2 separate regions of the Ovis aries genome follow, and region 2 is linked to region 1. Evidence: chromatin contacts called from public Hi-C data. All regions are on one chromosome and are shown on one strand. Each heading gives the region's core, a stretch centred on a gene start, on an enhancer-like site or on the middle of the called end of the contact. The rest is flanking DNA. Distances are from core to core; before and after follow the strand shown.

Region 1 (2,700 bases), core at 7-2,506:
TTTTCATGTTAATTATTTCATGTTAAAAAATTGCTGCTGCATAAATTAACACATTCTTTCATGGAGAACATATTTTAGAAAGATTTGTTACTTTAATAACTCTTTGTGTATTAGAAATCCCAGATGCCTGTACTAATTAAATATAATCAGATTTTGGATTCAAAAAGCACAGTAGCCATTTAACACAAACAAGCAGGCAGCTAGGTTGACAAACACAGTCAGGAAGAAGCAGATCCCTGCTTCTTTCAGATTTTGTATTTCACCATTCAGAACTGTGAATTCAATTCCTGTCCTTCCTTTGTACTGCCACGACTGGGGATTATCAGACTCAGAACGCCAGCTTTCCAGCTCAAGGGCTCCTGCAGAATTATTAATCAGCCTCTTCTGAGGCCCCTGTAATCCGGAGGCAGATCAAGGCTGATCTCGCCGCGAGATGCCCTCCCTGCTCCCGGCGGCACATGCGTTTCTTGTTCTCTGTCAACAACGGCATTGCCATTCCCACACAGTGTGCTGTGACCTGAACAGCAAATGTCAGGGGAGGAGGAGGGGGACGAAACCCTTTTAATTATTGAATTTAATCTAATTCTTCCCGTGCTAGAGAAGCAAATCATCCTTTGACAAAAAGCAAACCCTTTCCAGCTCAGCTATTGTTTTAAGCATGGAGCAGGAAGCTTATTTGTTTGAACTGACCGTGCCGCTGGGCTCGGTCAGGGTCGCTGGTCCCGGGGGTGGGGGGCGGGGGGTCCTGCTGAGAGCCCAAGGTTCTCCCCGCAGAACTCCCTGCCCTTGGCCAGGCCCTCCCAGCCCTCCTTCCTGCTGTTGCTGAGAGAGCTGCGTGCCGGAGCCCAGCCTGGTTCCAATCAAGCCTCCCAGATTCCGAGTTTGGTGCACTTCCGTCACAGGCAGAGAGAGCCTTCATTTGTATTCCGCCCCCGGCGGCCGGGCTTCCACCGGCTTTTCCGAGAGGGGCGCTTTGTTTATCTGCGCACCCACCGCGGAGCTCCGGGGTCAGGTTCTGCGCTGCGGGGAGTGGTCAGGCTGCCCGAGAGAGGCTGATGGGTGGGGCAGATCGTGTTTTCCTCTGAAAAGGGACGCGGGGCAAGCCAAAGACTAAAAGGAAAGGAAAACTCAACCCTGCCTCCTCCACTGTCTCTTTTAAAATTAAAACTGTTTGCTGGGAGGACACGGATTCATTCCATCCCCATAGCCTGGCTGCTCCCTGACTCTGCACCTGGGGGGCAGAAGGGAGGGGGACTGATGGGCCTGCTGTAAGCCCTGGTCACCGAGAGCTCAGCTTGTCTGAATATCTTTCCTCTTCTCTGCACTGGGCGGTCACGTTTTGTATTCCATATGGGTTGGTCTCTCTCTCTCTCTCTCTCTCTCTCTCTCTCTCCCCCTCCTTTGTGCTGTCTTGAGCAGAGCAATTTGGCAGTTGTTTCTGAATGGTCAGAGCAAGTCCTTGGTTTGTGCACCCACGTTCCTTAGTAATCATCAAGAAGGAAGCAGATGGTCACCCTCTGTGATTTTAAAGTGTGTAAATAGGCACTACAGACTGCCATCAAACATCAAGAATGTCACTTGGCTTCCTTGTCTTGCTTTGCTGACAGAGGATCTCCTGCGTTTGCATCATCCTGATAATCAGGGGCAGCCAGTGCATGTGAAAGCTGTCCAGTGTTTTGGAGGAGGGTACACAGCAGCACGGGGCTGGTCTCCCCAGAGGCACGGGCGGGGGCTGGGGGAGTGGTATGGGAAAGCACCCCAAAGTGGTTATCGTCTGCTCTACATCCTCTCTTCCTTCCGTTTCTTCCTGACTCCCAGCCAGACCCTTGGTATGACCACCAGCTGTTTCTGAGCAGTATCTCCAACCCGCGTCCCTTGCCGCCTAGCAGGCTTTGTGACATGATGTCGGACTGACCCAGGCCCACTGCCCCTGCTAGGGGTGACCAGATGACGTCTGTGTTGAGCTCAATTTCAGACGTGTGTTTTGACTTCAGTCTGAATTCTCACCACCCTGAACGGCAGCATACAGTTGCTTCCAGAGCACTACATGCAGCTCTCTTGCCTTTTGTTCTAGAGAAAAGGCCACAGATACAGTCTCCATCGTATCCAGAGTGTGCGTCAGAGATTTAGTTCTGCCTTTGCCTTCCTTGTAGTTCTTGGAATGCTGGAAGTATCCTTGGAGTTAGTCAGCATTCTGGTGTTCTAGAACAGCAAGCAGGGGCCCTCCTTTCTTCAGTTCCACCCAAAATAATCACTTCCAGAAGTCCCAACCACCTCCCCCCCCACACACACACACACACATACATATGCACACACACATACATGCACACACATTCAGCACTTCAGGCAAGTCTTTTCTTTGTTTGTTTTTTGGCCGTGCTGGTGGCGTGCAGGATCTTAGTTCCCCAACCAGGGATTGAACCTGTGCCCCCTGCAGTGGGAGCACAGTCTTAACCCCTGGACCAGCAGGGAAGTCCCAGACAAAGTCTTGCTGATGAATCTTAGAGCTCCTCCCTGAGAGCACGGGAACCAGACAGCATGATTTCTGGAGATGCTGGTTAACTTCATTCTTTGCTTTTGTGTTGCCAGTGAGAGTTCTCCTGAGTTGTCATTGGTCAACCTTGGGAGGAAGGTGATGGGAGAAGGCAAGCGTCCTTCCTTCCCCTTCTGGCTCCCCCATAGGTTTGTAGAAGAAATGTC
Region 2 (2,700 bases), core at 106-2,605, 170 kb after region 1:
CTCTCGTTTCACAGGTGAGCAAACTGAGGCCCCGGAAAAAAACAATTTGTCCAAGGTCACGCCCAGTGTTAGTGACCAAGTCAGACAAAAACCTAATGGTTCCAATATTATGGACAACTCAGCTGCATCGCTTACTACACTTTTTTTTAACCCCTTGCTTTCACAACTGCACCCCTCCTTTTTGGATGAAGTTGTTTCGTCTAACGGGCCTTCCCTTTTGCTTTCTGGCCTTAGGCTAGTAAACCCTCACACAAACCATTAATGAGTAACACTGGGAGTCCACATCTGATGCGGTGACTTTCATGGGCCTTTTTCTTTGGCCGAAAATTTCGCTGAAGGGCTCTTAATCCTACATTCCGCCGAAGAAGGCAGGGGAGGAGGGAGGTCACTGGGAACTGACAAGTCCTTACATGTCCAGGCGCGCGCCCGGGACGCAGCCGGCGGGCCCCGGGAGGAAACCAAGGAAGGATATACTACGGCGAGAGGGAAGCAAAGGGGCGGGAGAAAAACACTGCGGTGGGAAATCCCTGTGCACTGGATCTGCCAACCCCTGGCAAAGATGAGCAGAGCCGAGCGTGAATAAATCTCATTAAGCGGCCGGGTGCAGACACTGCAGAACGGCGGCAGAGGCGGGGGCCCGGCGTCTCGCACGTTCGGGAGGGAACGGCGGGGCGGCCCTTTTATAGGCCGAAGCCCGCGCTCGCGCGCCCCCGCCCCTCGCGCCGCCCCCGGGCCGCGCGCGAGGCCGCAGCGTTACCTGAGAAGGGCCGGCTGCGTCCGCCACCCCCGCCTCCCGCGAGGCCGAGGCGGCACGAGATCTGCGGCTCGCCTACCCCCTCCACCCCGCCCCGCTCCCCCGGGCGGGTTTTCTTACCTTGTAAAAGGCCGTTTCCGCGGCTGCCCCCGCCTTCTCTGCAGGATGTGAAATGGCGGTCGGCGAGGCGAGCGCGATCGCCGCGGCTCCGGCCAATCCCGCCTAGCCGCCAAAAAACGACCCTGAACACTGGCGCCCCCCTCCCCGCCGGGCCCTCCGAGCCCATCCATGACATCGGTGCTCCGCCGCCCCCTCCCTCCGCTGCCCCTCACCCCAGGTGGCCGTGCCCACCGGCCGAGTCATCGATTCCCCGTGCCCAGCGCGGGCCCGGCTCTCCTGCAGCCTCCGCCCTCGCGGCGTGCCCGGGGGCGGGGGGAGAAAAACACCTACTCGGCCCCCCGCTTGGGTGTCCCGCTCGGGTGCCCGCCCCGCTCCCTCCCTTTCCCGCCGTGTCCCCTCCCCCAACTACTCTTGGCCCTCCCTTCGCCCCACACGCTCACACACACACAACCCCTTCTCCCCTCCCCCAGTGGTTGCGTCCGTGACATCATCATCATGGCAACAAGAGCTGCAGCCGGGGACCGAGGAGCCCGTGTAATTCCCGGCGGCGGCGGCAGTGGCGGTAGCACCAGCAGCAGCACCGACGAAAGCGCGAGGGCTTCTCCCCGGTCGCCCCTCGCCGGGTGCTCCTGAGGAGGCGGCGGCAGCAGTGCCCACGCCGCCCCGCCCGCCGCCGCGGCTCGCCGTGTCTGAGTGTGAGGGGAGGGGGCGCCGCCGCCGCCGCCGCCGCTGCTGTGGGGCCGCCGCTGCGGAAGGAACCGCCGCTGCTGCTGCCGTTGCCAGGTCGCTAGTGAAGAGGAGGCGGCGGCGGCGGCGGCAAACATGTTTTCAGTGAGGATAGTGACTGCCGACTACTACATGGCCAGCCCGCTGCAGGGGCTGGATATCTGCCAATCCCCCCTCACCCAGGCCCCTGTCAAGAAGGTGCCGGTGGTGCGAATCTTCGGAGCGACCCCGGCAGGTAAGCGGGCGCGGGGCGCGGGCGGGAGCGGCGGGCGCCCGGGCAGCTCTCCCCGCCGCGCACTCGCGCGCACGCCGCCGGCGCCGGCCCTCTCGGCTGATCGCCGCCGCGTCTTCCCTCCCCTTCGCCCTGCTCGCCTTTTCCTCCCGAGCATGACAAGAGGCGCAAAAATGTGGGTCCGCGAGAGCGTTCCGCCCCCTCCTCCCCCCATCCAACCCCAGGCGGGGAGGCGGCGGGCGCCGAGTGTTTACACTGCGTGGGGCGGTCGGGAGCCGGGTCCGCACACTCGGGGTCGCGCGGGCAGGCGGAGCGGGCGTCGCTCTCGCCCCGGAGGACGGGGTCAGGTGGCCGCGCCATGTCTTCCGTGAGCGGGCGCGCAGGGCCCCCCTCTGAGGTGGGTGACTGGTGGGACCTCGGACAGCCTCTGCGTCTCCCAAGTGCCCCTTGCTGGACGCGGCTTGAGGAGTAGGGAAGTGTCAGCTCTGTTGTCAGTCGCTCCTCGTCGCCTCTTCTCAGCAGCGCTCTCCTCTGCCCCTTCTGGAGATGCTGTGGGCTTAAGAGTGGCGCCTGGGGCCAGATAATCTTTCTCATTGAAGTGACCCTGTGGTTCTGCTGTGAGGGCAGATCGTAACTGCTTAGAGTTTCAAGTAAACCCTCGGAGTCTGGGGGCAGGGCTGCGCCCCCAGGTGCGTTGCTTTCAGGGAAGTGTGTATCCGCGGAAGAAGGAAATGCATGTTTATGTCGCCCAGTGTAAAACATCCCACTTAATAGCGTCAATTTCATAAGAACCACAGCTAAGCCCAGCAACGCAAACATTAAAGAAATGTCCCTATGCTGGGTTGCAGGATTGCATTTTAAATACATG

What was found. A called contact is a pair of places that touch in the nucleus more often than the background predicts.
Region 2: a contact with region 1 is called in a Hi-C map of muscle, with 2.4 times the contacts expected there. The contact joins the promoter of REV3L here to the enhancer-like site in region 1. A contact is called at or near these places in 4 of 16 Hi-C or Micro-C datasets (hypothalamus, muscle and tail adipose tissue).

Annotation. Positions count from the first base shown.
Region 1 is chr8:26,071,540-26,074,239 of ARS-UI_Ramb_v3.0, forward strand. The region is part of intron 12 of FYN (FYN proto-oncogene, Src family tyrosine kinase); the gene reads left to right. Among named protein-coding and RNA genes, the nearest start is that of TRAF3IP2, 63 kb to the right of the region's middle. Within about 2 kb of position 1,257, at least 40 of the 54 cell types and tissues checked have an H3K27ac peak or open chromatin away from gene starts, as enhancers often do. A contact at or near this core is called in hypothalamus, muscle and tail adipose tissue, where this site is marked.
Region 2 is chr8:26,245,631-26,248,330 of ARS-UI_Ramb_v3.0, forward strand. It overlaps REV3L (REV3 like, DNA directed polymerase zeta catalytic subunit), which reads left to right and starts at 1,356. Exons shown (of 32, transcript XM_060419486.1): 1 at 1,356-1,835. The coding sequence starts at 1,697.